2 separate regions of the Rattus norvegicus genome follow, and region 1 is linked to region 2. The links are chromatin contacts, called in public Hi-C maps. All regions are on one chromosome and are shown on one strand. Each heading gives the region's core, a stretch centred on a gene start, on an enhancer-like site or on the middle of the called end of the contact. The rest is flanking DNA. Distances are from core to core; before and after follow the strand shown. Region 1 holds the start of Vcpip1 (valosin containing protein interacting protein 1). Region 2 holds the start of Cspp1 (centrosome and spindle pole associated protein 1).

The links. A called contact is a pair of places that touch in the nucleus more often than the background predicts.
Region 1: a contact with region 2 is called in a Hi-C map of liver, with 3 times the contacts expected there. The contact joins the promoter of Vcpip1 here to the promoter of Cspp1 in region 2. A contact is called at or near these places in 3 of 12 Hi-C or Micro-C datasets (liver, mammary epithelial cells and prefrontal cortex) and 1 of 1 datasets of contacts at active chromatin or transcription factors (oligodendrocytes).

The regions. Positions count from the first base shown.
Region 1 is chr5:14,313,859-14,320,711 of GRCr8, reverse strand. Vcpip1 (valosin containing protein interacting protein 1) reads right to left here and starts at 3,629. Exons shown (of 3, transcript NM_176857.3): 1 at 806-3,629. The coding sequence starts at 3,512.
Region 2 is chr5:13,970,081-13,977,260 of GRCr8, reverse strand. It overlaps Cspp1 (centrosome and spindle pole associated protein 1), which reads left to right and starts at 2,249. Exons shown (of 30, transcript NM_001191864.2): 1 at 2,249-2,344. It overlaps Cops5 (COP9 signalosome subunit 5), which reads right to left and starts at 1,933. Exons shown (of 8, transcript NM_001025695.1): 1 at 1,673-1,933. The coding sequence starts at 1,815.

The sequences.
Region 1 (6,853 bases), core at 2,380-4,879, 340 kb before region 2:
TACTAAATTATCAAAAAAATTTCTAACCGCATTGTCATCTTTCTTGTTTCTTACCGAGATATGCACTGTAATTATGGCAGTCCCTGAACCATAAAACTAAACACAAAACCTATCGTACACGTAAGAAAAACATGATGAAGGAAGAACAGGAAATGGAGGAGATAGGCTAGTAGGTGGGAGTGCAGTCACACTATAAACACCAGAAACTGCAATTCATCAAACAGGAAGTCCTGAAATCACATGACAGACAGGAAAATGAAATTAAAAATAAATGAAAAAGGATCAAGATAGAAAGACCTAAGAGCTCAGACAGGGTGAAAAAGGGCTTTAACTATAAATACATTTTTTAAAAGCAAGTTTAATATATATGTAATTAGTCTGATAACAGTTGAGTAACTACTTTCACTCTGTAGTTTCATGCTGTTCTAATATTCACTCAATAATCATATTATTATCTACTACCAAACACTAAGGAAAATAACTTTCTCCTTTCTATAGAATCAAGTATTTATGATAACAAGGTTTTTTTCCTCTTCACAACAAAACAACTCAGTATTTTATACTCACAATTAAAATATACCATCAGGGGCTGGAGAGATGGCTCAGCGGTTAAGAGCACCCGACTGCTCTTCCAGAGGTCATGAGTTCAATTCCCAGCAACCACATGGTGGCTCACAACCATCTGTAAAGAGATCCGATGCCCTCTTCTGGTGTGTCTGAAGACAGCTACAGTGTACTTATATATAATAAATAAATAAATCTTTAAAAAAATATATATATACCATCAGAGTTCAATTGCTCTTACCCATTAATGTTGCTAAAAGACACAAGGAATACATTTCTTTGTCAGCTTGCTCCTGAAGTTCCTTGGAGGACAGCTTGCCAGTAACAGCAATCTCTTCTTGTCTCACAGTGTGGGCTGAGTGTGCAGCAGTGGATGGACCACCTTCTGCTTTGCCTTTTAAGATCTCTATGGTAATTCTGTCACCATGCTGCAAAGGAACTGGCTCCTTTTCCATTCCTGCTTGGGGTGGCATTAACTCTTTAGGAGGAAAACCATATCGAATACACTGTAAATATGGAGGAATGTTGAACTCTCTGGCTATACTTTCCTGAAGTTCAAAAAAGGTTGTTGAAGACTTAAGGGTAACCATGGACTGCCGTCCATCATTAGTTGTTATGCGAATCTTCTTCTCCTTAGAAGTGGTAGGTGAGTAGGGAGCCTTCGTGGGGGTGGCAGGTGCAGATGAAGGCCCATCACGAATAGTACTTGGAGAAACAGTTCTGGGTTGCCCCTTTTGCTCTTGTTTTAATTTCTCTGTTTTCCGTTTCTGCATCACAGAAGCTTGTTCTGTGATGTTCTGTTGAATAGTTCTTTCAGTTTTACTCATGTTTAATTCTTCCTTGTGCAAAGTTTTTGTTTTCTGTCCAGTAAGAATAATTTTAGTTGGTAGCTGAGACTCCAATTCTTGTCCTTGCACATCTCCAATTCTCTGAGCATGAGCACCATCTATATTTACAGGAGTGTAATCGTCAGGATTTTTTTTTGCAGTCTGATGCAATATAGTGTGGACAACTTTCTGAACTAGGATCTCACTCCCAAATTCACCTGGAAAGTGCTTGGTAACAAGTTTCATTGCAACATCATAAACATTACTATTCAAAGATGGATCACTTTCATACTGGAACCAATATACTGTTTCTCTGACTACTCTTCCTCCCCACTCCAAAGTGATAGGAAAAGCTTCTGGAAGGTTGTCATATTCTTTACCTTCCCAAAAGTGTTTGAATCCACAACCACATTTGCCACCAGTAGACCTAGAATTAGTTCTGTCTCCATCCAAATATACAATAGAGCCATCGCCTCTGACTCTTCGCACAGATGTGCCATGGCACCAATTACAAGCTGTTAGATTACTCAATCCATAGTCTGGTAACAGAACATCTTTCACTGGATCATATGAACAAACCAAATTGTTTAAAGGAAAGCTGTAATTTTTGTCAGGCCTCAGCTGTCCATGAGTACTTTTTGCCAGGTTATACAGTTTTCCTCCTGGAGCCAACCACTCAGGAGGGACATGAAGTTCAGAAAGGGCACCACAAAGCAAACACTTGTGAAGGCGATTATCCATTACTGCTTTTTTAGCAGCTGCTGTAACTTCCTCAGGCTGAACTCCTATCACCCCAGTCCTTCTGTAGAAATACTGATGTACATCAGCAACCAAACTAGGATGGATACCATGTTTGTCCATAAAGACTTCCTCCATAGCAGCAACCAACCTAAGTAAGTACTTATCCTGCAAACTTCTGTCTCCTCCAATAACACAACCACCATCCTCCTCAAGCTTGATGTACTTTTTAATAAGGTCCTGAGGCACACCCCATGCTTTAGGTAGCAAATTCATGGGTAGTTTGGGCAAGGCAGCCCCCTTTATGCCTACCAAGGGAATATAATGGTTTCTACCAGAGCTACTCCACGCAATACAGATTGGCTTGTTCAAATGACCATCTCTCCCAGTGCACTTCTCTGCAGGTATGAGCCCAGGTAGAAAGGTGGCTGAATAATCACCAGAGCTTCTCATGCCACTGAGGGAATCTAAGAGAATTATGGGACGATGTAACACATTGGCAAGGCCAAATATGTGGATATTCCTCAGGCCTAAGGGGACACCTTCAGGTGGCACAAACAGAGGGTCACATTCATTGATAATGTCCTCCCACTCTGCAGCATCAATAAAGTCATGAAACAGGGCTTGATATCGGGCTAGGTGCTGCTGAAAGTGCTGCTTCAGATTCTCCCTCAGGGCATGCCAGAAGAGCTCTCGGCCTACTAGAGCCCTAGACACAGCATGCACTAGGCAGTGTCCATCCCCATCCACATGCACTGGAATAAGGCATTCTTGACTTTTATTGGCCCGTTTGATATCCTCGAGAGTGTCATGCAAATATAGGAGGCTTCCAGATCGGTCCTTGCCATAGCCCACTGTGTTGACGTGCTCTGGTTCGATGAGGAAGGCCCGGTCACCGAGTAACGCGCAATCGAACAGTTCGCCTTGGTTCATGTCCCGGAGAAGCTTGGCGCGGCCCGTTTGTTTGTCCATTCCATAGCGTGCCAATATGGGCGACAATAATTTGCAGTGGTAGTTGGAGAGGCCCATCACCTTTACCAGTTCCGTGTTCTTCTTGGGAGCCCCCGTCACCCCGAGTAGCGCGTTCCGCAGCAGATTGTGCAGCACTACGTCCGGGTCGGTCACCTCCTCCACTCCCAGCAGCTGTTGCTGCTCGTGCCGCTGTCCGCACTCGGTACACTCGATGCTGACAGAACCTGAGGCCGGGAAGAAGAGCCGCGCCTGGCACTTGGGATCCGGGCAGCTCCCGGAAAGGATTCTCCGGTCCCTTCGTTTCGAAAGGCCCCCCGGAGTAGCCGCCGCCGCCAGGGACGACGAAGTCTGCGGAGCCTCGGGGGGAGGCGGCGGCGGCGGCAGCGGAGGAGGCGGCGGCGGCTGAGACATCGCTCTCGGCTCTCGCTCTGCGTCCCAAGCGACCCTCAAAGGCACATAGCCAGACCTCCGCCGGCCCGACGAGGTCTAGTCCAGGCCCAGAGCGAATGGCTTTCCTTTCCCTACCAGTTCCTCCTCCTCCTAGGCGAAGGCGGAAGCGCCGGACGTTGTTTCTCTTCTCACTTCTCCACAGCCTTAGCCGTTGCCCCGAACGTAACGGCCACCACCCCACCCCGCACTCACACTCACTCACTCTCGCTCTCTCCCTCAGATACAGACATACACGCCCTCACTGAGACTGCGCAGGCGTGGCTTCCGCACTGCCCTCTGGGAACGAGAGTCTTCCGGCTCCCCTCTCGCGAAGGAGTGTTAGGCGCTTCTGTCCACAAAGAACTTCAAATACCGTGATGCAAAGCAACTCGACGCACGCGGGAAGGAGGAAGAGGAAGGCACTCGGAAGGTGGGGGCAGAAAGGAAGTCGATGACTCGCGGGGATTGTCGGTAGTTGTATTTTTAACTGGATCCCTTTTGTAGTTTGCTCCCCCCTCCCCGGTCCCCCATTCTATGGCCCAGGAGAAAGAGTCAGAGAAACCGCATTTCCTAGGATGCTATGGGTAGTGTCCCGCCGTACTTTCCCCTTGCGCCGAAAGGAGTGTGCTTGGAGGAAAGAAAAGTGAAAAGGAATGGCGTGGAAGAGGGTCTAAAGTCCACCACCGCTGCTTGTCCGGGTTAAAGGTCCTAAGAAAGTGGGAGAGGGAGTTTTCTATGAGGCTTTTTTTTTTTTTTTAGTATATTTATTGTTCAAATACGGTATCATTTTTGTATTACCACTTAGCTAGCAAGTGCTATAACTGAGCTTCTACCTTATTCGTAATTTAATCCACATTTACATTCGTAAATGTACTCCACTGCTCTAATGTGAGAGAAAGTTAACAAGAAGTGAGCAACAACTGGTGGTCAGTGGCAAAATCTGGCTGTTTTGGTTGGATCACAAGAAATTTAAATTTATTATATTGTTGTTGTTGTCGTTAAACATGTGTTTGAACAGTGAACAACAGTTCCTAAGAAGTTAGATTTTTAAGGTTTTAACATCAAAACACCTTGAGACAAATTACCTTCTTGAGTCCAGAAAACATTTGTGTTTCTATATCATTCAGTAAATGGATCAGCAATTGAGCCCAGGCAGACCTCAAACTCCCTATAGTGGAGGATGACCTTCAATTTTCTGTCCTCTGCCTCCACCTCCCAAATGTCAAAGTCAGAGGTGCATACCACCACGCCTAGGAAATGCAGTGCTAAGGGCTGAACATGGGGCTTCGTGCATGATGGGCAAGCTAACTGAGATATAACCCCAGTTTGCATAATATGTAGGAGCTTTTCAATTTGTTTTTGTTTTTTTGTTTGGTTGTTTTTTTTCCTTTTCTTTTTTTCGGAGCTGGGCACCAAACCCAGGGCCTTGCCCTTGCTAGGCAAGCACTCTACCACTGAGCTAAAGTCCCAACCCCTTATTTTTTTAGACTGTAATAAAATTCCATTTTTCCTTCCCGTTCCTTCTTCCAAATCCTCACATATGCCCCTCCTTGCTCTCTTTCAAATTTGTGGTCTCAACTGATGCATTTTTCAAACTGTGTGTGTGTGTGTGTGTGTGTGTGTGTGTGTGTGTGTGTACATATGTAGATCTATAATTGTTCTTTGTGTTAAATAAACTATCTTTTCTCTGAAATTCAGGATAATTATTCTCTATGTTTATTTCTGTCCACTTGTTTTCTTGAAGTTATCTGATTATTAATAATAGCTTTTTTCATTACTTTTCATGGTTACATATTTCTAAATACATAGATACAACCTGTTCGGTCTGTGTAATGTTGTATGAATGTTTTCAAGGTTGACTATTTGGTATGGGATAAGACTAGAAGACTGTTTCATCTCCTCTCAGCATTCCTTAACTGCCTGGAGTTCTTTGTGTAGGGCTGAGGCCATATGAGCTTTCCTTACTGTTGTTTTTTTTTTTTTTTTTTTTTTTTTTTTTTTGGTTCTTTTTTTCGGAGCTGGGGACCGAACCCAGGGCCTTGTGCTTCCTAGGTAAGCGCTCTACCACTGAGCTAAATCCCCAGCCCCCTTACTATTGTTTTTAAAGGAATCAAAATTGTTTAATAATAATAGTAACAACAATAATAGCTATTAATGCCTACCTCCCATCAACTGTACATTAGCGTCTTTCTAGAGTTAATGTTAAAATATCATTGAAACAGGTGCCATCATAATCATTTCTATTTTGGAGATGGAGAAACTGAGCAACAGGAAGTTAACAGACTCAGTGCCTGACTCCTCATTGGTCACATGATTAGGGTTAAAAGCAAATCCATGTGTAAAAGATTCTGGGTATACAATCACACACCTTTAAGATACAAATGGATCTGGGCTGGAAAGATTGTGCTGTGGGTAAAGACCCTCACTGGCAAGGTTGAGTTTGATCCCTGGTGTTCACATGGTGTAGGCGAGAGCAGAGCCCCGTAAGTTATTCTCTGACCTCCACATGTATGCTGCACATGTGCATGCATAAAGAAATGTAAAGAAGTTCCAAACCTGTCTTTTTATCTGAAATGTTGAAGATTGAACTTCATGGAAGCTAGAAATGAACTGTACGACTGAACCTTAGGTTTCTTTTTACTATTTGTTTTGAGACAAGGTCCAAGTTGCTTAAGCTGGTCTGGAACTCGCTCTGAAGCCCAGATAGACCCTTGAAATTTCTGTTCTCCTGTGTATGCCTCTGGGCTTGCTGCGATTACTAGCTCCATAGGCACACACTATGTGCTCCATAGGCACACACTATGTGCTCCATAGGCACACACTATGTGCTCCATAGGCACACACTATGTGCTCCATAGGCACACACTATGTGCTCCATAGGCACACACTATGTGCTCCATAGGCTTTGTCTTTGCTTTGTTTTTGTCATATTTTGTTTTGCTAGACAGGGTCTCTCTATGTAGCACAGGCTATCATTCTTGACCCCTAGCTCAGGCTGGCCTCAAACTCAGTCTTCCCACCACCACCTTGTGGGTTCTGATTACAGATACAACATGTGCCTGAAGTTGAATCTCTTTCCCTCCTAAGACAGGCTGTCACTATGTAATCATAACTGACTTGTAATTCACTCTGTGGACAAGTCTGGCATAGAACTTATGAGGTCTGTCTGCCTCTGCCTCCCAATTGCTGGGGTTAAAGGCATGCACCATTGTGCCTGGATTGAGGTTGAATCTTAAGGGGCATAAAACCTAACATTTTACAGTTCAAATTAATATTAATTTAAATAGCCAGTCTAAGTAACCAGTGCCCCAGGGCTGCTTGTG
Region 2 (7,180 bases), core at 1,000-3,499:
CTATAAATAGATATTTCATCTATTAGTATGAAAAGTACACCGTAAATGCTTAGCTTAGTCCCAGAAACACTAAAATCTAAGGTACTGCTACCAGTCTTATTAACCCGCTTTTTTTTTTTTTTTTGGTTCTTTTTTTCGGAGCTGGGGATCGAACTATTAACCCGCTTTTTAAGATATTCTCAAAGAAACAGCTTGTTAGCTTATGGCTTCCTTCTGATAGCATCTTGGGAATTAGAGTAGAGCTAGTATCCTTACTTCTGTGACTAACTATTGTACATGATTAAACTCTTGAACATTTTAAAATCACGGCTGTATCCTGCATGTTAGAATAAACTTAAGTATAGCCACAGATGGTGAGGAAGTCAAGAGTTTACATCCATCTAAAACGTGCAGCTTGCTTAAGGGACAGCCAAGAAATCTGCACAGGTCACTCAGTGTCACCACGGCTTGTTGGATGCAAGCAACCAAGTACAGATCCCAGCTTTTGCTAGATTTCAACCACAAGCTGAAAGTGGCTGAGATCATCTTGGAAATCAAGACATAAATTTAAAAATTGGCTCCTCCACCTACTTGGGAAAAAGAGAAAAACAAACCACTACTATGCTCTTATTATATATGGTTCTTCCAGAACTTTTTAATAAATTATCTTTTTAATAAATTCATGATATTCGTAATAGCTATGTTTAACCATTATCTTATAGATAAGTTTAGATACTTTACTTTTCTAATGCCAGTCAACCGTTTAAGTGACAGTTATGAGACTTGATTCTCAGTCTACTGCACCTAAGTTCACTGCTATAGTATAATCATGAATGTATTTGCTTATTTTCCTATTTACAGAAAGGGAAAGAAAGTACAGTACTGGATTGCCCTGATTATTAAATGACATAAAAATCATCAGACCAGTGCCAGGCCCACAGTAGTAACTCAAAAAACCCTGAAAATAGAATCCTGACAGCTAAAACCAGCTTTGCCAACAAAACAAAACACCTGGAAACAGCAAGGCAGTTTACATAGCAACCTTTTGCAATGTTTTTCTTCACTCTCCTTAACATGATTTGCTCTAAAGAATCTTTTGACTTGTCGTGGGCCCCAAAGATACATGGATTTGGCTGGGGGGCAAATAGCCTCTAAGCTCTATTTTATAAATCCTGAATTGTTGCAGTAGTATTTTAGAGAACTGGTAAGAGGATTTGGTATGTCTTTAAAAAAGTTACAGAGGAAAAGAGTGATAAAAAAGAAATCACCCCAAGGGCTCATTTTTGTTTTTTAGATCAATGCCCTGCTCATTCGATTTCTGAAAACAGTCACGCTCTTCAGTTTGAGATCCACTGAAGGCTGCAACCAACTGCATGTAGCCAGCCACCAGGTTCAGGGGAGAATGTGTGAAATTTACGAAAATAATCATTTTGAGAAAGTAGCACCCTAAGTCATCCCTTTACACCCCCTGGAGGTAAGAAACTTTCTAAAAGGGGTATCGAAGCAGGCCCTAGAAATAAGGGGAATCGAAGTCTCTACTGATAAGGTAGAATAAAACCACGGCGGCCAGTATTCTGTCGACGCCCCTCAGAAAGCCAAATTCTCCACCCACTTCATTTTCCACCCCTCGAGGGTCTCTCTCACAGTCCCTCCATCCCTTCCCTCCCCTGCGTCTCGCCAGGGACCTCCTCACTCCTTAGTCCAGGGTTTCGCCGCCAGGATTTCTTGTTGTTGTTTTTTGTCATATTTGTAGATTTCATCGATACTCTGCGCTTCCTGCATGTTGTTGGCCAATTCCCAGGTCTTCTGGGCCATACCACTCCCGGAAGCTGTCATGGCCGAGGGACCGGAGAAGCTGTAGTCTCCACAACCAAGATGCAACTTTATTCTACTGGGCCTCAGCGTGCGGGCTTTGCACCTTCCCCACCACGGGTGCACACTCACTAGACTCTCAAGGCAGCCATGACACTTGAGACCGGAGGTGACGTTGGTCCAGACCATTCGCGCGTCGGGGCGCGGCGGCGGCGTAGCGACATAGAAAACACTTCCTAGGGGTCCGCTCGGCTCGGCTAATAATAGTTTTGCGAACGAAACGAGGACATGCTGGCTCTGAAATCCGTACGTGTGAACTGGGAGGGACGCAAAGTCTCTGTGTGGGAATGGTACGGCCTTTCGCGCCGGAAGGCGGGCCTGTTGACCTGCCAGGAAGGAGTCGGCCGTCTCGCCTCGCACTGCGCAGACTCAGATTCCGCCATATTGCGTGTGGGAGGGAACTTCGGTTTGGGGAACTATGTTTATGTGAGTGTAGGTGCTTCAAACGAAATAAATTGTTTGGAATACTAAATGTCTCTAGAGAAACAGAGGTGTAAGTATCTCCGGATTATTGGTTTTGGAGGGGGAAGATTATGTGACATTGTCTTTTAAGATAATTCGCGGAGTATAAACCCCTCCGGGGTTTGTGGGTGGCGTTTCGCTTTTGTGTTTTCGCTACTGTTGCGAGGTGGCAAGCAAAACTCACCGGTTGCTAAGATTAACTTTTGACGCGTTTATAGGGTAACATTTATACAAGTGTTAGGAGATGTGAATGCCTTACCCGCTACTTGTTAAAAAAGGTTTGTCTCAGTGCAGAATTAATCTCCGCAATCCGTTCTTTCCGGTAGTTAATATGAAATTTGTTTCAGTCGTGTTTTTAGGTTTTCTTCCCTCTCATTCTCATCCCCAAATGCCCACTAGAGTGTAAGTTGAAGGCGTGCATAAAATCTGTTTGTTTTATTTAATTCTAATATATTTAATTATTTTCGTAACACGGTTCTTACAGACTTCTCCAGCTTCATCATCTTTTAGCCACCCTGACCCAGCTTTTTAATTAGAACTTTTTCCTTGATTTAGTAATGCAGTAGTTGTTAAGCATTGCTTTAAATGCACTTCTTGACATTTCTGCTTTAGAGCACACAGTATTTAAAAAGCACAGTCGAGATGCCTTCCATTAACTCTTTGACAATAACTGCTCCTTCCACAGGATCTCGAAGGCTCTATAGTTGCTTCACACGGACGTTTTGCTTTTTCCCAGTAAGCTTTGTGTTGTATCCTTTTTTTTTTTTTTTTTCTCACCCCCTCTCCCCCGGCCATGGAAGGTCTTTTGCTGTTCAGGAACTCGATATGTAGACCAGGCTGGCCTCGAGAGATCTGCCTGCTTCTGCCTCTTGAGTGCTGGGATTAAAGGCATGTACCACCCTTGCCGGGCTGTATCCTCTTCTAATGCAGGTTTTTAGCAGACAAATTAGCTAAAAAAGAATTGCTAACTATTCACCACTACTGTTGGTTTTGATTTTGGATTCAGAAGTTGAAGAAAATTGGAGCGTGGTGACACCTGCCTCTAACCCAGCAGTTGGGAAGTGGGAGCAGGAGGATGAGTTAAAGGAGAGCCTTTCCACAAACAGCGATTTGAGGTTAGCCTGGGCTACAGGAGACCTTGTCTCAAAAAGTCAAGGAGCTGGGGCAAACAAAACAGCAAGAATCAAACAAACAAGGGCGTTGCTAATTCAAGGACTTGGGAGGTGGAGAATGGAGAATCAAGAGCTTGAACCCCACTTTCTCCCTGGACTATTTGAGACCCCGTGTCAACGCGACCAAAAATAAAATAGAATCTTCTTACAGTATAACTTCGGGCACACCAGGGACATTTGAGTACAGTGGTACTATTTCTTTCTGGGAACTTTAGGTCTTTCTGAGAAGCTTTTCCAGTGGTAACAATACACAGCCACTCGGAACTTACAGAGAATAACATGTAATGAAATGTAATGAAAGCTCAGGACAGAGAGTTGACCAGACTGCTGGGCTGGGAGTAATGCCTGTGAGAGCAGTGCGGATATTCCTCCTCACACAGGCACACTACGTGACTGGAGACCGGACCGCTGGGATAGATTTAGCTCCGCACTAGACGCATTATAGGACTCTTGGGGCACAGTCGCGAGTGCACCGTGTGGCCTCCGGGACTACAGGGGGCGACCTCGGCCGCGCGGCCTTCCCCCCTCCCCGTCAGTCTTCGGGGGCGGGGCCGCGCCTGGCCGTTGGTGGAGGGCGAGTGGGGCGGGGGCTCAGTCCGGGAGGCGGAGCCCTGAGCGGGCGACCCGGTCTTTTGGTCCGCGCCGGGGTCGCCTGAGCCCCGAACTGTGGTTCCTCGCTGGGAGTAAGTCCGTGGGTGGCGGGTGTCGAAGGCTACACGAAGAGTCCGGGGCGCTGGGGGGGCCGGGCCGAGTCGCTGTGGCCGGATGGGGGTTCGAGCCTGCTGGGGTGGGGGGAGCCAGGAAGCTCCGGGGTGTCGTGGGGGCAGGGTGGGAGGTGCAGGGGGCGGGTTGTGAGATGCGGGTCGCGAGGCGGTGGCCGGGTTTAGTCCCAAGTGCAGGTCTCGCGGCTCCGGGGCGGGGGGCGGTGCCCTGGGCCCGCTGGTTGCCTGACAACGCGTTGATGCTTTCAGAGGCGTCTGTGGCCTGCCCGGTCTCTGGAGGCTTCAGTGGCTCTTCGCAGGCACACCGCGGCTGCTAAGCCTCACAGAGTGCTTGCACCTCAGGGGTTGGTTAATGTTTTACACTTTACAAGTTAAACTTAATCTTCTCCATATCCCTATGAAATCTGCTGTTTTATTCTCACTGTGGTTGCTTGATGAGATTGAACTTTATCTTTCTGCCTTGATTTTAGTCTTTGTGTGGAATTTGAATCTGGTTTGAAAGAAATACGTACTATGTGTGTATGTATGTATGATGTATGTCTATGTGTGTATGTTACTTCTCTCTCTCCCTATAGAATCTTAGCTGTCAAACTCGGTCATCAGGCATGGCTGCAAGTGCCCTTATGTTTTGAGCCAGTTTTATCCAGGCCCCAATCATGTTTTCATTAGATGTTAGCAGTGGGATTCATCTTCTGAGATACAGCTGGCTCTGAAGATAATAGAATTAAGAAGCTAAAGTAGAAATCTTGATAAGACCTAGTTTTCAAACAGCAGGTACAGTGTAAGGCCCTAAAAGCAATCAGTATAATTTTATAGCTGGGTGTGGTGACACATTGCTTTTAATATCAACACTTTGGAGACAGAAGTAAGCAACTCTCTTGAGTTCTAGGCCAACCAGAGCTACATAGTGAGACCCTGTCTAGGGGTGGGGGAAGAAAGAAAAGGAAAAAAAGCCATATAAAAAGCCAGCCATTCTAAGAAGCTAAGTTTTATGTGGAAGAATGGCTTGTCATGTTGATAAGCAAAAAAGAGCCCCAAGGAAAGTAGGGAGACACTGGTTGTGTGTGTGTGTGTGTGTGTGTGTGTGTGTGTGTGTGTGTTTTGTGAACTCTCGGTGTTCGGTGTGAAGTATTTGCTGACATGCTCCCATAGAGAGGATCTTTTGATCTTTTGGATCTCTTGCCTAAGGGTGGTCTGTCTGGGTGGGGAGCAGATAGGTTTAGATAAGGCAAACAAGAAAAGTTGCTTTCAGGACACCTTTTCTACAATGTGGTTTTCAGAAAAGCATGGCTTAACTATTACAAACTTAAGCAAATTCTGTTTTTTTCTTTTTGGCTGTGAGCCTAGCCTTTAATGCCTGAGACATCACCAACCCTCCACACAGTCTTTTAAACACCATTCTGAATGGATGTGCTGTACCTTTTGAGAGACAGAAGTGTCTGAGCAAGTGTATTAGCAATTCTGCATAGCCAATGCTACTCCATGGATGCCTGCTGTTGCTCTTCCAGATGTATTGGAGGTAGTTGCTCAGGCTTTAAATACTTTCATTTATTTCTTTGCTCCCAATTTTGTATCCTGTTCTCCAGCCTCCTGCTCCTCCCTCAGCAACATAGCATATACTTCTTTAGCAAAATTCACAGGAATTTGTCAAAATTTGGATGTACCCATAGTCATGCTCATTTAAATGCCTTCTGCTAAGGAGAAGAAGACTGTGAGACCCTTTCTCCGTGAATTACTGAGGAAACTCATCTTCCCCTGTTTTCTATGCCTGCCCTTGCTCCCTGTCTACATCTTATTTCTCCCTAAACATCTGTCCCTAGTCCTTTTTTCTTTAGTAGAGTCATGTTCTACAGGCAGCTGCCTCTTATAGTTTTAATATTTTGGGGTATGATATTTGTGAGATGAGGTCTCCTTGCGTACTAAATTCCCTCTGCTGCTTCACCCTCCCAAGTCCTGGGATTGATTATAAGTAGGAGCTGCCTATCACACTGTGTGTGTGTGTGTCCCCGTGTTTGGTATTGAGTGGCAGTGATCTCCTCAGCCACAGCCCCAACCCAGTAGCAAATAAACAAACATACATAAATATAACTCCCCAAACCCAGTGTCAACAGAAATGTTAATGTTGCTGTTTGCTATTTTTTGAGACAGTGTCTTGCCATATAATATGCTCAAGCTGCCCTGGAACTCCCTATTTGATGAAAGTTGTAGACATTTCCATTGTTGGTATCTTTACTGAATCCTTTAATCTATTTCATAGTTGTTCCCCAAAACCTAAACTGCCTAGACTGTCATTATGGCAATATTAATGCAAGGGTCATGTATGATTGTACGATTGTATTCACTCTCCCTACCAATCTAGCTCCCCTTGCAGTCTAGACTAGTACCCTGCTTTACAAGGGGAGTCGTGTTCCATTTCCCATGCTTCCATACTGGGGAAAGTATGTGCTCTGTCCTCTGTGGGAGAGGAGAGGATGGAGAGAATGCTTCCCCTCGTGTTGAGTTGGATATGGCAACCAGGTATCGGCAACGATTTCAATCTAGAGCCTTTGCTTCCATTCCTCTCTTATTCCCTCCCTTTCCCTCCCTTCTCTCACCTTTCCTTTTACTTGTTTCTTGTGGGGAGGTTAGGTTGTTGGAAATTGATTCAGAATCTTATTTAGGCTAAGTACATGCTTTGTTTCTGAGGTGTGCCTCCAACCTGGATGCCTTTTAAAAAGTGAGTATACAAGATTATGATGATATAGTGATGTTAATAAAGTAGCTGGTTTAGTATCAGATTGTTACATGTGTGATGCATATGTTACATATGTGTTTTATCTTCATAACTCTGTAGTAAGTAGCATTTCAATTTTCTAAATGGAAAATCCTAGATGTAGATTAAAGAACATATCTTATATGAACCAGAATCAGTAAATAGTAGACACTGGGTTTCTAGTCCAGATAGTCCAAGTCTTTTGGCGAAATGGTATTTAT